Regions from separate parts of the Sus scrofa genome. Here region 2 is linked to region 1. A link is a contact called in public HiChIP or PLAC-seq data. All regions are on one chromosome and are shown on one strand. Each heading gives the region's core, a stretch centred on a gene start, on an enhancer-like site or on the middle of the called end of the contact. The rest is flanking DNA. Distances are from core to core; before and after follow the strand shown.

The links. HiChIP or PLAC-seq counts read pairs in DNA pulled down with a chosen protein or histone mark.
Region 2: an H3K27ac HiChIP or PLAC-seq map of skeletal muscle shows a contact between it and region 1. The contact joins the enhancer-like site here to the promoter of CORO1C in region 1. A contact is called at or near these places in 1 of 5 promoter capture datasets (fetal skeletal muscle), 12 of 47 Hi-C or Micro-C datasets (alveolar macrophages, blood, brain and 7 more) and 2 of 2 datasets of contacts at active chromatin or transcription factors (alveolar macrophages and skeletal muscle).

Annotation. Positions count from the first base shown.
Region 1 is chr14:42,061,053-42,064,912 of Sscrofa11.1, forward strand. CORO1C (coronin-1C) reads left to right here and starts at 1,803. Exons shown (of 11, transcript XM_001929345.6): 1 at 1,803-1,930.
Region 2 is chr14:42,105,469-42,109,328 of Sscrofa11.1, forward strand. All of the region lies in intron 2 of CORO1C (coronin-1C), which reads left to right. Among named protein-coding and RNA genes, the nearest start is that of CORO1C, 45 kb to the left of the region's middle. Within about 2 kb of position 2,118, at least 75 of the 83 cell types and tissues checked have an H3K27ac peak or open chromatin away from gene starts, as enhancers often do. A contact at or near this core is called in alveolar macrophages, brain, embryonic fibroblasts and 5 more, where this site is marked.

The DNA.
Region 1 (3,860 bases), core at 553-3,052:
CTAAATATAGAACCACCATATGACCCAGTAATCCCACTCTTGGGCATATAGCCAGACAAAACTTTCCTTGAAACAGACACATGCACCTGCATGTTCATTGCAGCACTATTCACAATAGCCAAGACATGGAAACAACCTAAATGTTCATGGACAGATGAATGGATTAAGAAGATGTGGTATACATACACAATGGAATACTACCCAGCCATAAAAAGAACAAAATAATGCCATCTGCAGCAACCTGGATGGAACTAGGGACTCTCATACTAAATGAAGTAAGTCAGAAAGAGAATGACAAATACCATATGATATCACTTATATCTGGAATCTAATATATGGCACAAATGAACCTTTCCACAGAAAAGAAACTCATGGACATGGAAAACAGATTTGTGGTTGCCATGGGGAAGGGGGAGGGGGAGGGAGTGGGATGAGCTGGGAATCTGGAGTTAATAGATACAGACTCTTGCCTGTAGAATGGATTAGCAATGAGATCCTGCTGTATAGCACTGGGAACTGTATCTAGTCACTTGTGATTGAGCATGATGGAGGATAATGTGAGAAAAAGAATATATATACGTATGTGTGACTGGGTCACTTTGCTGTACAGTAGGAAATTGATAGAACACTGTAAACCAACTATAATGGAAAAAATAAAATTATTAAAAAACAAAACAAAGATGCCTTGCTTTGGGCAAGCAAGCCCTATCCTTTCAGATGGTCTGCTTGGTCATTTCAGTTCATCAGGCCCAGTTTCTCCAAATATTGGCATTTTAGAACTTGGTTTTTGAGAAATGATCTCTGGTTATAAAGAGGAAAACTTCATGCTATAGATGAAGAAATTCAGGCCAAGAGGACGAAGGGAACTGCCCCAGGATACACAGTCTGACTGCAGCAGAGAAAGAATCTCGGTGCTCTTTTAAGCTTGGGCTGCCCAGTTATTAAGTGAGGGACTTTGGCCAGGAAGAGGAAGGGAGGGACCCTATATCCTTCATTTCCTCACCTGCGAAATGGGGTCAAGACCTTAAGGCCCTCCTGTGTAGTGGTGGGGGATGTTGGTGTGGTACAGCACCGGGACCCCCACTTTGTGCTAGCGAAGTGACCAAATATAGTGGAAGGGGGAGCATAACGTCGGGAGTCCACAAAAGTGGTTGGAGGGTGCAATGGCAGCAGAGGCGGAGCTTCGGGAACCAGAGGCGGGGACTCGAGAATTCTGGGCGGGGCTTGGAGTTTTAAAGCTGTAAAGCGGGCAGTGGGCGGGACTTGAGATACCGCGAATAGGGTTGCTAGGCTATGGGCGGGGCTTCTAGAAGTTGGGGTGGGGTTTGTGACGACAAGGGGCTGGTTATGAAGGAATGAGAGAGTAGTTGGGCCTAGGGATCCAGGAGGCTGGCGAAGGGTTTGGATGGGGCAGTGGGCGGGGTGCACAGCAGCTGATGTTCTGGTTTTAAGAGACTCGGGGGGAATTTTTGAGGAGCCGGGGGATGTGGCCTTCCAGAGCCAAGCAGGTCAGTGGGCGGAGCTCTAAAGGACACCACTCCTGGTCCTGAGGAGCAGTGGGCGTGGCCTTTCGGCCACTGAGAGGACTAGTGGGAGGTGCGTGCGCTTGGGCACCGCCTTCCTCCGCGGTCCACCTGCATACCTCGGCACGACCAGAAGCGGCGCTAGGGAGAGTAAGGCGTGGAACACAGGCTGGGAAGCGGGCTTCCCCTCCCGGAAGTGGGCGTGGCGCGCCGTAGCCGGGCAGCCCTGGTTGGACGCGGTGCGGCGCGGGGGCGGGGCCTGCGTGCAGCGGCGGGGGCGGGGGCGGCTGTCCGCGCCCCTCCCCCGCGCGGCGCTCAGTGCCAGGCGGGAGGCGGTAGCGGTTGGAGGCTACGCCGGGCTTTGCAGCGGGGACTTCGGCGGCGGCGCCTCAGGCACCTCGGCCCTGGTGAGCTGCGCGCGCCCGGCGGGGCAGCTTGGGAACGAGCTGGGCGGGCGGACAGACCCTGTCCTCTCAGCATGTGCTGGCGCTGGCTGACAGGAGCCGGCGGGGCGTGGGGCAGGGCCCGGTGGAGAGGACAGGGTTAGCTGGAGTGGTCGCGCGCGGCGCGGATCCTTGGGCCAGGAGCCCGCTTGGGCGGGTGTGCTGGGGCCAAGGGGTCGGGGCTGCTGCGGGAGCCTTGGGATTTGGTTGGGAAAGGAGTTGGGGACCGAGGTGCCCAGAATGGGGAGAGTGAACCCGGGTCCTTATGGTGAGGAAGCTGCCCAGGGGAGACTTTTAGGGGCCCAGAACCCTTCTGGCTGGTGAGGAACCGAGCAGGGACTCGGTTACCCTGGGAGGTTTTTAGGGGTCAGGGATCCGCCTGGTTGGGTGGCGTCTTGAGTGGGGAGGGGCTGCCAGAGGCTAGGGCGCAGGGCCAGGGGGCTCCAGGCCTGGGGGCGGGGCTTGAGTCGCCCTGGGGAGCTAGGGGGTTGGGGGGTGGCCCTGGGCTGGGCTCACGTGGGGCCGGGACGTGCTGGGCCTTGCTTAGGAGGGGCGAGGGCGGCGGTCTGGTCTGGGGGTTTCCTACTTTGGGGTACGAGCTGGGCTCTGGGCCCTTAATAGCTGGATTGGGGGTCGAGGAGGGCGGGGCGGGGCAAGAGCTGGAGTGATGTGGGTGGGGGCGGCTTGGGAAGAGGATAAGCCCATGGTGGGAGCGCTGGGCTGGGAGGGGGCGAGGGTTGGGAGAGGAAGAACGGGGCTGGAACGCTATAGGGTCGGGGGCCTGGAGCGTCCGCTTGGACCCAGGATTCAGAGATACGCTCCCCTAATAGCGGAGCAGCTGGCGAGGGACGCAGCAAAAAGGAGCGCGGTGCAGGTGGGGCTCCGCTGCGCCTAAATGACTGAGGATGAGCTCAGATGTTGAGGGTGGAAATGCAGAACCGAGCCCTCCCGCCTGTGCGTACGGGCGCGCAAGCACCAGCTCTCCGTCTCTCAAATGATTTGAATGTGTTGGGGGAAGTGGCAGGCTGCGGGGGAGCCGAGAAGAAAGGGGCTTCCTCTTGGAGGGAGGCGCTGGCCCTGCCGTCCTTTTTTGGGAGTGTTCAAAGGGTTTTGGTCTCTGGAAAAGGAAACGTAGCTTTACTGCATCGTGGTTTAGAATCACATCCTATATTTGGCCTTAATGTAGGCTGTCCTTGTTTTGTGGTGTCTGAAGTCCTTGCTCTACATGTTGCAAACGTGGGATTCAGTGTAAGAAGCAAATTGCAAGTTGCTCATCTCCCCCAGGAGAGCAAGATACGAAGGCCTTTCTTTCCTATGAGACATTTAAATGGAATTGAATATAGTATGTGTTTGTCAACTGGTACTGGGTGGCGAATGTGTTTACTTTTGGAAATAGTTACCACAAAATATTAGGCCCTCTCACCACTGCCTTCCTGCCTGGAATTACATTCTAAAGCAGTACTTGTACGGCTCTTAGTCACTCTATATAATAATGCATTTCATTGTCCTTATCTGGCAGAACTCTCTCCTGACACCAGGGCTTGCTAGAATAGACAGAAACATGATTAAGTATAAGCAGTTGTTTTGTACCATCTGTTCAGTTGTGAAGGCAAATATCTGTTCATGTTACTTCACTTTCTGCATTTCCTATAAAACCGAAGAAATGAGAAATGTCTTATTTGGGACTTGATTCTGTATATTTCAGAAAACTAATTTAAGGAAACTAATTTTTTTTTTTTTTTTTTTTTTTTTTTGGCTTGGAGGTACATTTCAGGGTCGCAGTGTTTGGATATGAAGCCTAATAGTAACTGTTGGGTCTGAGAGGTTGCCTAAATAAATAGGAGGGTAAAGTGAAATCATGCTAGGAATTGTATTGTATATTAGACCTCAGAGT
Region 2 (3,860 bases), core at 868-3,367, 45 kb after region 1:
AGAGCAAGGGAGGAACCACATTCCTCCCTCTTGTGTTGAGATGGCCTTTTCTAGTACTGGGGAAATGGAATGTGTGATGGGAGGAGGACTAGGAGGAGCTATAGGACAGCTTTCTGGTAGAAAAATTACATACATCTTGGCTCTTTTTTTCCTTCACTTCCAGCATAAATAGTGCAAAGTTGGTGTTCGCCTCCACTATGATATGGAGAATAAGCCCTGTTCTGCATTTTAGGATTATTGTTAAAAACTGGGTCCACATAGCATCTTTCCACTGTTTGACCTTCAGGAAAAGGCAGTGACTTCATGTCATAGTCATAAAAATGAGGCTCCAAAGTGACATCACAATGTGCTTGGAGGGTCCCCTTCCTACATGGTGTCTTAGTTTTTGCACACGGTGTGGGGGGGTGCTGTCATACCCCCATTCTACAGTGGCAGAAATTGAAACTCAGACTGAGTGATTGCCCAAAGCCATGAGGTCTTTCGTGGATTAGAACCTAGGTCTCTGAGTCTTTATTTGATTTGTATGTGTATATTTTTCACTAACATTTTTTTCCCCAGTGAGTGAAAGATTTTCTAAAAAATAGAAATCATGGTCTAATTGACACTTAATCCTTTGCATTCTTCCTCTGGGATTAGAAGGCTATTTCATTTTGAATAATTGAGGGATTGTGTATAGCAGCAATCCCAGTGTTTTGTTTAATAACAAAAACACTAGCTTGTCAGGGCTCTGGTTCTGGCAGCTTGGAGAATCGTCTTAAGGTTTAGAAAGTCCTTGGTCTGTAGCCTGCCTCACGAGGAGACAGCAGCAGCGATGGAGTTGCAGCATTTCACATCATTGTGGGCTTCCTCTAAGCACCAGGCGCTGTTCTAAGAAGGGCCTTCTTTCACAGACTGGTTCAAAAGGAATGGCAGTCCCCTGATGGTGCTTTTCTCTGCACCCCGGTCACTGCCAGCACCTGCTGGATTTGCATTGGCTGCACCTCCCCCTTACTGTACGGCTGCTGACAGGCAATTTCCATTCCCACAAATAGCGGTGCTCCATTTTGGACGAGGGTGACAGGGCCTGTAGCCTTTTGTATAGATGGGGACCTTGGGCACAGGGTAGTGGAAGGGGCAGGGGAGTGTATTCCTGCCGGTGTCCTGGTGTGTCCTGGGATGCTCACTCACCGCCTCCTGGAATAGATGCTGTGTGTTGCGCTGAGCACCTTCACTGTCGGTGGTCTGGGCCGGGAAAGGCTGGGGGTGGGCGGTGGAGGGTGCAGGGGGAGGGCACCAGGTGCAGAACAATGACTTCCAAATTATGTCCCGAGCTGCCAGCCCTGCGAGCACTGCACGGCCTCATTACCACATGAAGCACCACAGAAGGGCCTTTTCATCTTCTCCCAGTGGCTGTTTTCCACAGTCTTGCTGGGGGCTGGGGTGGGGAGGGGACACCCTCCTCACCCCAGTTAACAATGGAGCACAAAGTCCTGGCAGGAGGAACCTCACAATGTGCCCTGGAGCTATTTTTGATTCCTGCGAGTGGCTGTGACTCAGAGTGTGCCCTGGCTCCCCCTCCCCTCCCCCCTGCCCTGGGAGATGAGCAGCCGCCTGTCCTTTGTGCGTTTCCTTGGCCGCTTCTGCGGCTGCTGCAGTTCACTGATATGTCCACAGCAGCCGGCCCGCAGGCCTGACAGGGCTCTGACAGTGGTTTTTACCATATATGGCCATCAGAGCACTGGGGCTGTCAGCCGGCCAGGATAATTTCCTTCCTTTGCTTTGATTGGCTGCAAGGCGGCTCAGAGAATGGTGGGATCCGGGAGTGTGTGGTGAAGGGAAGCCACTGAGTCAAGTGCAAAGAACGTTTAACTCTTTCCTGGTTATCCAAGTACACCGGCAAGTGCTGCCAGTTGAAGCCTCAGAGTGTAAACGTGATGATAACCCAAGCGGGGGAAGCAAAGAGCAGGTTTCCGAATACCGATCACTAAAATAGACTTGGTTCAGTGGACAAATTTCTGCCGACCTAGTTTGTCCAGAAGCCTCTTTATAACCATATGTAGAAAATGTTCTGCTCTTCCACATTGAATACGTGCTAGCTGGGGGTGGGAACTGAGCTGAGCCTGGGAGGGAAGGCCAAGTCAGGAGGGCGGGGGCTGGAGCACGTGTTGGCTTTCTCAGAGGAACAGGGACTTGGGTTTCCTTTCTGGCTGAGCTTTAAGTTGTGAGTAAATGATACAGGCTACTGAATTGGGTCTGTGCTCTGGTCTTCCTGCTTGTTTACAACCTCTGCAAGATGTGAGCTGCCTAGGCCATGTAGCCCAAGGCTTTTGCCCAAAGAAAAAAAAATTTTTCTGTCTCTCATGCCCCAGTTCAAGGGAGGTAGTTTTCTTCTGAGGCTTGTGGGTAAAGCAGTGCAGAGCTAGATATTGGGAAGGTAGCTCTGGAGCTTTTCATCATTCACAGGGGTCCCATGGGAGGAATCTCCATTGTCGTTGGAGATGACGCTCAGTCCAAATGGTTAGGCAACCAGTTTCTCTCCTTTTGCATTGGATAGCGAAGGCTTTGTTTTAATTTCCTACATTTTCACTTAGATCCATAGTTCTTTTCGCCGTCTAGCTTTTCTTTTTCTGTTTTTTTTTTTCCTTTCTAGGGCTGTACCCGAGGCATGTGGAATTTCCCAGGCTAAGGCTCCGACTGGAGCTGCAGCTGCCAGCCTACACTACAGCCACAGCAACTCGGGATCTGAGCTGTGTCTGTGACCTACACCACATTTCACAGCAACGCTGAGGCCAAGGATTGAACCTGCATCCTCATGGATACTAGTCGAGTTCTTAACCTGCTGAGCCGTAACAGGAACTCCTAGCTTTTCCTTTCAAGCTGAATTGTATTTTGACTAAGTTGTATCTCGTCTTGGGTTCCTAGTTTTATTTGTTCTCAGACCCAAAAGATCTTATGGAATTAGTCGTCTGCAGTGATGAGGTTTTCTGCTTTATGAATTTTTTTTGTTAGGTCAGGAAATTAGGAAATAGAGCTTCTCCATTTCCTGTTGCATATTTAGGCATGATTAAGGAAATGCCAACTCTTCTACTCTTATGCTTTGTGATAATAAAATATCTATAGTTTTACAGTAACTTCCCTCAAGTTCTTAATGGACTTTTAAAATGGTCTATTCATTGTTAAACCCAGTTTTTAAAGAGGACCTGTGATGCCAAAATGGTTTGCTTGGCATTGTCACTTGTGGCCATAAAGAATGTTCCTTTTGCTCCTAGGCAGGTGAGGTCTCTGCAGAGCCATGCTGCCTCTCCCCGGCAGCTTTAGTTGCTGGCTTACTTTACAGGACCGGGTAACCCAATCTGTGTGTTCTATTCCACAGTACCTCCTCTTACCCTCAAGGTTGGCGTTTCTTGTTGCCTTAAAGTAAAACCTCCTCGGGATGTTTTATTCCTTCATCTAGAGCTGTTACTTTCAGTGACCGGCCTGTCAGCAGGTCCTGGACTGTGAGCATCAGTCTTCCTGGTCCCACAATCACAGTCACTATAGCTCCTCCCCATGGAGGAGCAGGGCCTAAGGAGACTTCAGTGAAACATGTATCCACATAAATACACTGTTCCAAGAAAAAGGAAGTTGGAAAAAAGGAAAACCCACTTCAATAGATATCCTTTTTTTATTCCTTTGAACTCTGTGCAGTGTGAATGGAGCCCTTATGCCCAGGCTGCAAATTTTTCCTTTGCTTCCGAGCACATGTTTGACTTGCCATTTTCCTTGCTGAGAGTTCAAGAGCTCTCACTGTGTTACTCCAAGGCCAGTAATGAGTTACTATCTGTGACTGTGAAAAGATCTTTTAATGTATGGACAGTGTGATAAAGCTGTTGAACTTTGGA